Linked DNA regions of Mus musculus: regions 1 and 3 are each linked to region 2. A link is a contact called in public HiChIP or PLAC-seq and promoter capture Hi-C data. All regions are on one chromosome and are shown on one strand. Each heading gives the region's core, a stretch centred on a gene start, on an enhancer-like site or on the middle of the called end of the contact. The rest is flanking DNA. Distances are from core to core; before and after follow the strand shown. Region 1 holds the start of Pacsin2 (protein kinase C and casein kinase substrate in neurons 2). Region 2 holds the start of Serhl (serine hydrolase-like). Region 3 overlaps Bik (BCL2-interacting killer).

What was found. HiChIP or PLAC-seq counts read pairs in DNA pulled down with a chosen protein or histone mark. Capture Hi-C pulls out chosen DNA fragments and counts their contacts.
Region 1: a promoter capture Hi-C map of adipose tissue shows a contact between it and region 2. The contact joins the promoter of Pacsin2 here to the promoter of Serhl in region 2. A contact is called at or near these places in 1 of 39 promoter capture datasets (pre-B cells), 2 of 115 datasets of contacts at active chromatin or transcription factors (bone marrow-derived macrophages and pancreatic cancer cells) and 2 of 9 other capture datasets (adipose tissue and liver).
Region 3: a contact with region 2 is called in an H3K4me3 HiChIP or PLAC-seq map of bone marrow-derived macrophages, with 5 times the contacts expected there. The contact joins the enhancer-like site here to the promoter of Serhl in region 2. A contact is called at or near these places in 1 of 39 promoter capture datasets (the SN4741 cell line), 2 of 484 Hi-C or Micro-C datasets (cortical neurons and embryonic fibroblasts), 4 of 115 datasets of contacts at active chromatin or transcription factors (bone marrow-derived macrophages, large pre-B cells and pancreatic cancer cells) and 3 of 9 other capture datasets (adipose tissue, liver and pancreatic islet).

The regions. Positions count from the first base shown.
Region 1 is chr15:83,463,021-83,467,108 of GRCm38.p6, reverse strand. It overlaps Pacsin2 (protein kinase C and casein kinase substrate in neurons 2), which reads left to right and starts at 2,503. Exons shown (of 11, transcript NM_001159509.1): 1 at 2,503-2,650.
Region 2 is chr15:83,097,516-83,101,605 of GRCm38.p6, reverse strand. Serhl (serine hydrolase-like) reads right to left here and starts at 1,401. Exons shown (of 12, transcript NM_023475.3): 1 at 1,259-1,401. The coding sequence starts at 1,262.
Region 3 is chr15:83,537,253-83,541,791 of GRCm38.p6, reverse strand. Bik (BCL2-interacting killer) reads right to left here. Exons shown (of 5, transcript NM_007546.2): 2 at 350-497. The coding sequence starts at 492. It also overlaps the pseudogene Gm46495. Among named protein-coding and RNA genes, the nearest start is that of Bik, 13 kb to the right of the region's middle. Within about 2 kb of position 1,696, at least 27 of the 459 cell types and tissues checked have an H3K27ac peak or open chromatin away from gene starts, as enhancers often do. A contact at or near this core is called in adipose tissue, bone marrow-derived macrophages and pancreatic cancer cells, where this site is marked.

The DNA of each region.
Region 1 (4,088 bases), core at 1,254-3,753, 360 kb before region 2:
TTATTTATTTATTTATTTGAGACAGAGTCTTTCAATGAACCTGGAACTTTTCCTGTCAGTTAGGCTGCCTGGCTAGAAACTCCCCCCAGCATTTGCATTATACATGCATGCTACTCTAGCTTTTTACCCGGTTTCTGGGAATCGGAACTCGGGTCTTCATGTTGGTGCCATAAGTACTTTACCCACAGAACCGTCTCTCCTGCATGCTAATCCCAACTGAGAAATGAAAGCTTAGTGGAGCTTGGTAGTGCAAGCCTTTCACTTCCAGCACATAGGAGGTAGGTCTCTTGTGAGTTTGAAGCCAGCCTGGTCTGTAGTGAGACCCTGCCTCAAACAAAATAAATAAGGAAAATAAATACAAGTGGAAGCAGTTTCATCGACGAGAGAGACCCTGAGACAAGGTCAGCAGCCACTGGCCACCCTGAGAGCCCGGCAGGCTCACTAGTCCTGGTCTTTCCTGGACTTCTGTTTTAAAGTGGAGAAAATCAAGCCCCAAAGAAGGGAAGGAACTTGCAGGGTGGAGTGGCCATTTGCTGCCAAGCAACCCTCCCTACCATATCTCCTCGATTCTTGCATGCCTGAAGTGCTCCAGTGGAGAGGAACCCCTTTCTTTCTCCCTGTAGAGCTCATTGCTTTCTGGGAGGTCTTTGCTCTCTGTCATATTCTATCCACCTTGGGACAGTAAAAATGTCACTGTGTTTGATATTGTTGCCCCTTGTCTTTGCTAGGTTCACCGAACACTTGCCAGCTGCTCCCCCCCACCTTGTATTCTTTTGTTTTGTTTTGTTGAGACAGAGTCTGGATATGTAGCCTTGGCTGTCCTGAATCTCACTATGCAAACCAGGCTGGACTTGAACTCACAGAGCTCTGCCAGCCTCTGCCTCCTGAGAGCTGGGATTAAAGGCATGTACCACCATGCCTGGCTATCTCTACTTCTAGACATTGGAATTACTGAGATGATTTTTTTTTTCTTGAAGGAGTCACAGACATCATTGTTAAAAGGGTATTTTACAGGCAATACAGCTAGCCTCTGGGTAATTAAATAAATACATAAATAAATACATATTGAAAATGTTGGTCACTGTAAGGATATGAGTGGGGGAGGTTATTTTATATTTTCTGGGTGGGGGAGGGGCAAGGTCTCATATAGCTTAGGCTGACCTGAACTCTCTATGCAGTTGAGGATGACTGTGAATTCCTGATCTTTCTGCCTCTACCTCCTAAATGCTGAGATTACAGGCAGGTACCACTATGTCCAGCCTGAAAACTGGACTTCCTGTGTAGCTGGGGATGACCTTGAACTCCTGACCCTCCTGTTCTACCTTCCAAGTGCTACCTACTACATCTGCCTTTTCTGTTTTGTTTTGTTTGCAGGGAGGTTGAGGCAGGGTCTTACTATATATTCCAGGCTGACCTTACCTTTTTTTCTTTCTTTCTTCCAATTACTCGGTTGCGTAGGCTGCCTGGAGCTCTCAGCCATTCTCCTGTATCCGCCTCTTGAGTACTGGGATTACAGACACTAGCCACTGTCTGCCACCATTTACTCTTTACTCCATACAGTTCCCAGAAAGTTACCTGCTGTCAGTTTCTCAGACCCTCACCCACGCATCGCTTACTGTCCTCCTGGCCGGGACTGTGTGAGGTAGTGCTCAGCGAGGTATTAGCCGTTTTGGCTCATTATTTCTCTTTGCTCATAGGGCCAACCTCCTATCTGGCAGCGCTATGTGAGAAGCAGAAAGTCTGTATATTGTCTGGTGCTCTGATGGCCATATCGGCATCCTCTGGAGGGAAGTCTCTCCACCCCACTTCCTCTTCTTTTTTGTGTTTTTGGTTAGCCTGTAACACACTATGTAGACCACAGTGGCCATGAACGCAGAGATCCACCTGCCTCTGCCTCCTGAGTGCTGGGATTAAACGCGTGCGCCACCATCCCTGGCTTGGAGGAAACTTTCTTTAAAAAAAAAAAAAAATTGTGTGTATGAGTGTTAGCATGTCTGTACCTCGTGCGTGCCTGGTACCAACAAAGGCCAGAAGAGGGCGTCAGACAGATAACCCTCCAACTGGAATTTCAGATCAGGGTAAGCCTCTACGTACTAGGTACTTGGAATGGAATCCGGGTCCTCTAGAAAAGTAGCAATTTCTCCAGATCCGAGGAAACTTTCTCAAAGTCCACCTTATCTGAATTATAGATCAGGGACCGCAGTTGTTCTGGGTGCTAGGGAAACCACAAAACTCTGGCCCACTTTAAAAAAAAGTCCTTTAGTCCCGGTCCTTTGGGCGTCTCCCAGGGAGTGACCCGTGTTGGCCTCTCAGCGGCTTAAGTAGTAGCTCCTCGTTTGACTGACAGGAAAGGCCGCTAATGCTAGCCCAAGGTAGTTCCTTTAGCTTCTGGGGGGGCGTGCCGCCTCCGCTTTAGACTATCCAATCTGGAGCGCCGCTGGGCCGAAGGGCGGGGTCTGGATGCAGGCAACCAATAGGGCGAGCACAGCGGGCGCGGCGGGGGCGGCGCGGTCGCGGCTGGCGGCAGAAGCGGCTGCGGCGGGTCTGGGCAGGGCCGGGGAGCTCGGTTGGAGCGGAACGGGAAGGGGTCGGAGTCGCAGCCCGGCCGGGGCGGCGTGCTCAGTGGGACCCGAGGCGAACGGCGGCCGAGGTGAGGGGTGCGCCGCGACGGTTGGGACACGGGTCGGTGGCCGCGCCTACCCCTGTCAGGCCGCGCTGGGGCCGAGCGCGCGGGGCCGCGCCGCTCGAAACTTCTAGTCCGCGCGCGGGGGGCCACGCGCCGGCGGGCGGAGCCCGGGAGGCCCGAAGGGCGGCCGGAGCGGACGAGTCCCACGCGGACGCACTCATGGGGCGCTTTGCAGACTCTTGCCTTCCATTTCCGTCCTCCCCACACTCTGTGACCGCCGTGGTGAGAGCCAAGCCTGACCGGTGAACACGAACTAGGGGTGTGAGGCGAGACAGGAAAGGCTGCATGCTGTCCTTTTTGACTTTCATAGTTTTCGAGACTCAGTGGATCCGAATCGTCAATTCCCTCCTACCTCCCGTGGGGGCTCTAGAGCCGCGTTCTCTTCTCTTCCCAAAGACCCCAGGCTTGCGGACCCCCTCTGAGAAGGTCCACTTTTCTTTTTTTCCAGGAGTGGATCCAGAGGAGCTGGCTAGGGATCTCAAGGCCTTAGAGGTTAGACCTGGAAGTAGACACGCCCCAGGGGTGCTGCGTTCTTGTTGGCCCCTTGAGGGAAGATAGTTTTGGTCCGGGCTGTGTGCACCATCCCTGGCCCTTGTCGGCTTCCCTTGACCGCAGCTGTCCTTAGGTTTAGTGATGAAGGGGGAGTAGGTTGCTGACAGTCTCCAGGGCTACTCATTAGCGGTTTAGCAAAAACACTTCTGCACTGTCCTGATGTAAATCTATTTAATCCCGAGTTGTGGACGTGAGCTCACACCTTCCTACCCCCTGCAGGTTTTCCACTTTGCTTAAGTTCTGGTCTTGCACCTCTGGGATTGTCAGCTTGGAGCCCCTGGTGAAGGGATCAGCCAGGTGAACTGGGTTCTGTGTTAGCCTCCCTCTTCCGTCCCTGGGCGCTCAGATTCACTTTTCCACAGAAGTCCGGATTTGAGAGTTAGCGTAGTTGGGGGTTCTCCTGACTTTCCTGGAACACTCTAGTCTGTGCATTTACACTGAACTGTAGAGTTTGGCAGTCTCCTTGGTGAAGCTATGCTACTTTAGCCGTGAGGCCACTACATGAAAAACTTGTGTGATGTGTGCAGTTTAGAGGCTTTAAAGAAACTGATCATTGGGCTGATGGATATTTATTACTTGGGAAAGTAGCTGAGCACAGAGGAGTAGCTGACTGATTAGATCTGCTCTCTCTGTGCAGGATTTTTAAAGACTCATTGGACTAGAAATGGTATTTTAGTTCATGCTGTTTGGGGAGCTAGGGTTTGTTATTTCCAACCATAATAATTAGTGTAAAAGTGTGTGTATGTAAGAAACACATCTAAGTTTCCATGTTGTCTGGTAGAGAGAGGTGCCATTGGCTTTTCCGTAGTCCTCAGTGCCAGTACAGGTTTCTAATGGCCAGGCATTTCTA
Region 2 (4,090 bases), core at 152-2,651:
GAATCCGGCACTTCCTAAGCCCCTATGAGTGCACCAAGAGGCACAGGCGCCTGAGCTACTGGCCTATGTCTAAGCTTTAGACAGACTGATTGCCAGATAACAGGGAAAGACAGCTTGGGTCCCCTGGATGAGAAAGATCTGAATAGGTTTTTCAGGATATAGCTCATTGGTTTTTAGGGCAGAACTGGAAGGAGTAGGTTGGGGGCTGCCGGCTTGAACCCTGACACTTGTGGGCTGTATGACCTTGGCTTGCCTAAAACCTCTCCATCTTCAGTTTCCCTTTCTGTTAAACAGGAGCAAATAGAGAATAATGCCTCATAACTATATGGGACCCATTCCAAGAGCCCCTGTAGATACCTGAAACTTCAAGCAGTAACAGACCCCATACACTGAATGCTACCTATAACAATAATTATACATGCCTGTTATCCCAGCCCTTAAAAGGTAGACATGGATAGACGATAAAACATTGTCTCATAAAACTTCAAATCAACAAAATAAAACAAATATACTACAATTTGTGCAGCACTGACTCTAAAATATTATTATGAGAACCAAGTGTATTAATCACACCTATAAGCCTAGCCTAGTCCTGAGGAGGTAGAGGCAGGAGGATTTCGGCCACTTAAGGATAGGCTGGTCTAGGGAGTTCCAAGCCAGCTAAAGCTACATACAGTAAAATGGCTGAGGGTTTTAAGACACTACTCAGAGTACCATGCTGCTCAAAACTGGTCTGTGCCCTCACATTTTGGACCTTAGGAAACTGAACCCTTGGAAATCGAAACTGGGAGATCACCGTGGCCAGCTTTTCCTATACCTTCGGAGCCGATGCCAGACACTTTATACTCTATCTATCTATCTATCTATCTATCTATACACCGTGAGTTGGAGAGTTGGGCCACTGCTGTTCTCAGTGCACAGATCACGAAACTGAGGCACAGGAAAGGGAGAAGGGGAGGAAGGAGAGGGGGAGAGAGTCAGCTTGACTCCAGGGCTCCATCTGGGCCTCTTCAAGTCAGATGTGCTCCAGAGCTGACCTTCTGCTGCTGTTGGACCCAAAGAGCAACCCCAAATAGCAGCCTAGGACTCAGCGGCCATCAGGAGCCCCGAGTCTGGCTCTGCTAGATCCCAGTGCTGCCCACTGAGCCTGGGAGAGGGCGATGAGCGTCCACTCCACCAGCTCAAGTAAGCGAGTGGGAGCACTCGTCGGCCTCCCCCTTCCCACTCCAATCTAAGGGGCCCTGAGGGACATTTTCACCCATTGCTCTGGTCGGTGAGGCTGTCACTCCTCGCTGAGGAGGTCACAGGAACTGGAAGGACTCAGAAGCTCACGCCCCGCCTCTTGCGTCCCGCTCAGGACTTTCCCTCCAGGTCCTTCCCGTCCCCACCGGCTTCCGTCTCCTTAGCCCCAGTTTTAGCGCCAGCCCCGCCCCTTCAAGCGACACCGCCCACCGAGGCCCCGCCTTCCTGCGGCCGGCCCGGGACTTTCAGGAGGATCTCAGGGCTGCTCAACTCCTGGCACATTGCTGTGCTGCTACGGTGGGATGGTGTCAGAGCTAGCAGAGAAGTAAGTCTCTGGAGGACAAGCTTTGACAGGCTCAATACCTGGGCATCCCCGCATGATTACCACGAGCTAGACAAGGCCCCGGTGGCCCCACAGTGAGGAAAGCTCCCTCGAGGATCCTCTCTGATTCCCACAGAAATGAGACGACTGTTTCACAGTGTTTCATGCCTCCCCACCGTGTCCCCACGGTGGCTGCGGTCCCTCAGCAGTGCCTGGCGCTATCCAGCTTTGATAATTGATTGCACGGCCTGAATGAATAAATGAATGTATAAAGCGAGGGCTCTGGCAGAAACCATCCCCAGGCAAGGAAGGACTGAAAACAGTTTCAGTCCCGAGAAGAACTCAGAGTCAGACTGTGGGCACGGGGTGCATTCAGGAGGCTGGGAAAGGCCTGTGGGTTTTTGGAGGCCAGCCTGGAATACACTGCAGGACTCTCCAATGACCAAAACTCATCCTAAAGCTAACCCTAGCAATCCAATCACAAACATTCCTAAAATGGACACATACAAGCACTACCTTTTAAATTAAAAGCAGAAATCTTGAGCTTTTAAATTTACCAGGTGGGCTCTCTGGAACAGCGGGAGATATTCCCTATCATTGTTGTAGCTGGCGAACCACAGACCTGGGCACTGAGCGGAATCAGTGTGGTGAGTTCCCCAAAGGGGTGACAGGGCAAACCCTGAGCATCACAGGCTGTAGTAAGGGGAGGGAGGGGAGGCTGGGCAGAGCCACTGTGGAGAGAAATTTGAGGCTGAAAAATAGGCCAACGTAGATGAGGGGCTGGAAAATGGGGCCGCCTGGTTGTGACAGGACTTTTCTGAGTGGTTTCACTCAGAGGTTAGGAGCTGGGAACACACCACGCTTTTCTGTTCTATTCTTTGGTTTTTGGAGACAGGGTTCGAACTCACTCCATAGCTGAGGGTGACCTTGAATTGAGCCGCCTCCCTCCCTCTCCAGAACACTGGGGTTGCACGCCTGGTTTATGCACTGCTGGGGGTCAAACACGTGGATGCATGCATGCCAGGCAAACATTCTACCAACTGAGCTACATCCCCAGCCCTTTGAGAACACTTCTGTTGGGTCCAATCAGTGGCATCTATCGGTGGAGAACACACTTTGATTCTCGATAGATAAGGGTCTTCACTGAGTTCTGTCGGAGTACAGTCACTCAGAGCCACTGGGAACAAGACACCTACCAGGAAGCCTGGGACCTTTCCCAATCTTTCCCAGTGACACATTGTTACCAATACTTGCACTTGGCATCTCGCATTCCTTTGACCTCAAAATTCCCTTGCTTCAACCAGCCCCTCCAGCAGCCATGACCTCAGCCGGCTCCTGTCTGTCCTGCTGGTCCATGGCTACAGTCACTGTCCCTCCATTCAGTCTCATCCTCATGTTCACATCCATCTGTGTCCCATCATTTCCATCTACCTCTTCCCTTTCCGTCCCTGTGACTCCATTCTGCCCTGCTTATCCTGCGACCACAAGCTGCCACCAGCCCCTTCCCCACCTCTTATTTTACTCGTGTGAAAATCTGGGTGCCTCTCACTGCGGGCTGGGGTGGGGGTTGATCTCCTGCCGGTCTATTAGATGGTGTTGGGGGGGGGCCTTTCCCTCTCCTGTGCTATCCGTTCTCTACACCTGACTCTTGCTGTCTATATCTCTGAGCCTTTTCCCCCCCTTCCACCCTGGACAATTCCTTCCTTCTACCCTGGACAATTCTACCCTCTTTTCAAGACTTGGTTTCAAAGTCAGCTTCCCTAGAAACCCTCTCAGCCCTCACGGGTGGAAGCACCTCCTTGTTTCTGTTCACACCATTGCTACCTGCCTCTCACCCCCACGTGGCTCTAGCCGTCTCTCTCTCTCTGAATGCATGTTGGCTTCTTAAAAAGTAGGATATGGTCCTTGTAAAAAACAGTTTCCCCGCTAACATCTACCTGAGGGCCTTGTGCACAGGAGAGACTCAATCGATGACTGCCTATTGGATTGGCTGAGAATCGCTGCCCCAGGCTCACTCTCTAGGGGCTCACACAAGCTATAGCAACAAGAGGGCAGGGAGGATGTGTGAGTGTTTTTTAAGGTCTTAGGTTCCTACCCTGTGCTTAAGCTTCCTCAGATTGGAATAGCAGCAGCATCCAGGGGAAGGGATTACTAAACACACACATCCCCAACTGAGAGAGACAAGAGTTCCCCAGGAGTTCCCCCCTTTATCAGCAACAGGAAGCTCCTAGCTAAATCTGTGAAATGACACTAAACACAGCATGGGATCCCGGGTTGGATTCTGGAACAGAAAAAGAACCTGGGAGGAGGAGCTGGGGCGGGGCGGGGGGGGGGGGGGGGGGAATCTATATAAGCCCAGAGTGTAGACCGGCAGCAGACCAGTGTTTATTTCTGGCTGCCCATGGCTTGAAAGATGCTGACAGCGCAAGAATGGGGGTGGGGTGGGAGCGTTTAAATTCTGGAGTCTCTTTGCAGTTTTTCCTGTAAATTTAAAATTATACCAAAATTTAAGTTTATTTTTTGCAG
Region 3 (4,539 bases), core at 447-2,946, 440 kb before region 2:
CTGTGCTGACCTGCCTATGTGCAGAAGGACTCGCCCTGGCCAGTATGGCTGCTCTCTCTTTCTGCTGGGAAATGAAGGATGGGTCTCAGAGCCTGAGCAGGGAGGGACTTGGCCTTCTGGACACAGAGGCAACAACAGATAAGCCCTCTACTAGTGAAACCAGATGGCCCAGGTTCAGGCTGCATTGTGCTGGTCCCGACACCCAGGAAACACACTGGAGCCCTGTGTGGGTGGGGGGACCTCCAGGAGCTCCTTGCCCTGTTATCTCCCCACTCCCCTTCCCCCCACTCCTCTATATAGAAGGTGCTGTTCCAACCCATGTCCAGTGGAGAGTCCAGTCAGGCCCTACCTGCCTTCCACGCACTCCATGAGGTCCACGTCTCTCACAGGCTCCTTCATGCTGGGAGTCTCAGAGGCCACTGGAGGTTGGGGGACCTGGTCGTGTGGAACAGTCTTGATGACGTCTCTGGCCATAAGTCTCGCCTCCGACATGTGTTCTGTGGGATAAAATAAGGCAGAGCGTGACTAGATCTCCAGAACTATGCACCGGTGGCTACAGACCATAGTAAGTGCTTGGTATGTGGGGCACAGAAAGCCCCCGGGAACTACAAGGCCTTGGTATATGAGTGTTCCTGACCCTCCTCTGTCCCAGAATGAGTCACAAAAACCAGAGATGCTTCCATCCAGGCTGCTCACATAAGCTGGGCTATCTTTCCCAAAGCAGGCCACCAAGCTTCAACAAGATTCTGGTCCTCTTTCCTGGTCCCTTGAAGATCAGGACGTTCAAAGACTCTGAATAGACTCCCCACTAGCCCCACCCCAGTCTGTCCAGAGCCTGCTAATGCTGTTTGCCCAGCCATAGCTCTACACACCACTGCCCCGTAGCAGACCTGAGCATCAAACCAAGTTTCTCCAAGGGCTGGGAGAAAAGCTTGTCCTTACCATGCAAGCATGAGGACTTGACTTAAGATCTCCAGAATGCAAGGCAGGACTCTGGAGGAGCTGTGTGCAGCACTACATGCCTGGAACCCCAGGACTGTGGAGCTGAGAACAGAGTCCATGGGGCTTGCTGACCAGCCAGCCCAATTTCATCAGTGAGTCCCAGTTTCCAGATCCTGTCTCAGAAACCCAAGTCACGTCTGGAGGGACGGGTTAATCAGGTAGAGACAGTGTGTACCACTCTTGCCGAGGAACAGAGTTCCATTCCCAGAATCCACATCGGCAGTTCGCAACCCCTTATAAACTCCAGGTGGAGGGGCTCAGAGCCCTCTTTCACCCTCCAAGGGCACCCACACTCTCACACACACACATATGCATACAACATACAATTATCAAATCTTCGGGGGGAGGGGACCCAAGGTGGATGGCTCCTGGGGGAACAGCAATGTTGACCTTTGCCCTCTACATGTGTGCACACACGTGTATATACACACACATGCATGCATACCCACACATAAAACATGTGTATATACAAAAGTTCTTCATGTCTCCAGGTCTTCATGCCTGAAGGCTCCCATGAGGTAGAAAAAGTGACTGTCACTTTTCTGTCTTTGACCATCTATGACAGAAACATGAACCATGTCCCCTGTAATGAGGGCAGGGGAAATATGTCAGACTCTGCTGCCCCATATCTAAGAATAACCTTCTTGCCTCTGTGGCCATTTCCTCTGAGCTGCTTGGGCCGTCATCCAACTCTCCCCGACTCCTCCTCCCCCCAGCCCTTCCAGAGTCCTCCACGCAGGCTGTGTGCCTCAGCAAATCACCAAGTCCTGGGTCTCTGAAGTGAAGATACTAAGGACCCCAGCTCTGTCCTTGGGGACAGAGGAAAGCCCAGGCACCCCTGCCCACAAAGAGACTGAAGTGAGTTCCCAAGGAGAGCGACTCCTTCGCCCTGACTTTATGAAGAACACAACTAGCGGGTTTCACTGTTTTCATCCCTGAGGGCGGAACCTGAACCTCACGCAAGACAGGGCCGTGTGTGCCACTGGGGGCAGAACTTGAACCTCACGCAGGACAGGGCTGTGTGTGCCACTGGGCCACACCTACAGCCTCATTCCTTCTTTACTTATTCTTTTCTTAGTCTCAGTGTGTGTGTGTGTGTGTGTGTGTGTGTGTGTGTGTGTGTGTGTGATGGAAGGGGACACATGCCACACTGGCCATGGGGAGGTCAGAGGACAACTCTGCAGAGCTTGTCCTCTCCTTCTGCCTTCACATGGGTTCTAGGAACCACACTGAGGTCACCAGGTTTTGTCCCCAGTGAGCCTCTTCCCAGGCCCTTGACACTCCCCCACCCCCACCACCACCTTTGAGACTAGCTTTTTTTATGTAGGCCTGGATGTCCTGGAACTTTCTCTGTAGACCAGCCTAGCCTTGAACATGAGATCTGTCTGCTCCTGCCACCTGGTGCCGGGATTAAAGGGATTCCCCACCTCCTTTAATGTCTGCTATTGCTCTGGAGTAATTATGACAAATGGGCGAAATAAGATGAGAGTCCTCCATGATCCTATGCTGGTCAGTCTTTCCTTTAAACACGCCTGTAGCCACATAGGCATCTTCCAAACCAAGGTTGCCCCACAGTACTTTGCAGCCCCCTCTCCCTCAAGCTCCTGTCAGAGGCTTCATTTTGATCTCTAACCATCTCTCAACTCCTGCTAGGACAACACCTCTACACCAGCACTCATTGAGGTCCATCAAGACCCTGTCACACATTCTCTTGCCCAGTATCCCTTGCAATGCTGGTCATGTGACCAAGTCTGGCCAGTGAGGTCTCCAAGAATTTGGACACAGGGTTGGAAGAAAGGGAACAGAGGCCAAGCTCACAGGAACACAAAGACCAATGCCGGAACCTACAAAGACCATGCTGTCCCAGGTAGAACTTTCTGCCACCAACACGACAGCATAAATACATAAACAAAATAAATCTTTAAAAAAAGATTTACTTATTTATTTTAAGTAAGTATATGAGTACACTGTAGCTGTCTTCAGACACACCAGAAGAGGGCATCAGATCCCATTACAGATGGTTGTGAGCCACCATGTGGTTGCTGGGAATTAAACTCAGGACCCCTGGAAGAGCAGTCAGCACCCTTAACCACTGAGCCATCTCTCCAGCCCTTATCTTGTATTTTCTATCCAAAGAAATATATGTGATCACCTCAGAGACCTTCTGTACAATATCAGTAGGAGGACTCATTGTGACAATGATGACTATCATTGTCACCTATCCTATAAACGAGTCACAATATATGACTAAGAAACATGGTACCTCTAGTGGAGAATCTGTTGAAAAACTTGATAATTGCTCAACTGGAAGGAGTCAAGCAGCCAACCATCAAACAAATCCAGGAGGCAGGTAACATGGAGAAGGCCCAGCATGCACTGGTTCAGAAGTACCTTTATCTCTTTGATGTTTAGAAGAATACTGTTGCCATGGCCTGGGAGGTCACTTCAGCTATGTAGAGCACATAATGGAGTACAGAGTCCCCTGGACCACTATATTTCTATGTAGGACGTGATGCATTGCAGGAAGCAAGAGCATATGACAGACGGGGTGGAGAAGTATGAGATGCAGTCATCTCTGTACAGCAGGAAACGGAGACCATTGCCACCAAGGAAATGATGGTGTGGATCTGGGCTCTTAACTGCCCAACTCAAACACTTGTAATCTCTGCCTTCAGGGGGCTAAGGCAGAGGGACTGTTTTGAGTTCAAGGCCAGTCCAGTACTTTCTAGTCCAGCCAGGGCTTCAGGGAGCAGAGACCTTTTCTTTTCTTTCTTTTTTCTTTTTTTTTTTAAAGGAAAGAAAACAAAAGAAATGAAATGAAAAAGAAAAAAGGCATTGAGCAGTCCTAAGAATCCAAAATTCAAAACCTTGAGCCCCAACATCATACCACATGTGTGATGATAGCTCAGAGTGTGGGAACTTTATCCTATGCACTGAATTACTTAACATTCCATATGTACCCTATAAGTTACCCTCAGCCCATACATGAAAGTGCATAGGAGAGGTAAGGGTAACTGAATTTCATGAGTAGGCTCTGGCCTCATCCCCATACTGTGTGTGTGTGTGTGTGTGTGTGTGTGTGTGTGTGTGTGTGTGTGCTATGCACACTCCAGTGAAGTCTACTTGACAGGCTGAGAAGCCTGGGAGAACTCACGAGGCAAAGAGTTTCAAAAGGAACTCACCTCCTGGAGCTTTAGCGTTCTTATAACCCGTATACTCATACCCTATCCCCGAGTTAGTCTGGTGTATGGATCCACGTGCTCTCTTTTAGTATTATCTTATTATAAGTGCCTTTAAAGATTGAATTCTAACATAGCCAGAGACTTCACCAGTGTTCCAATGTCCTAGAAAATGCTTTTTTTTTTTCTTTTTTTTTCTTTTGGTTTTTCGAGACAGGGTTTCTCTGTATAGTCCTGGCTGTCCTGGAACTCACTCTGTAGACCAGGCTATCCTCGAACTCAGAAATTCGCCTGCCTCTGCCTCCCAAGTGCTGGAATTAAAGGTGTGTGCCACCACGCCAAGGAGCATGGTAAAGAC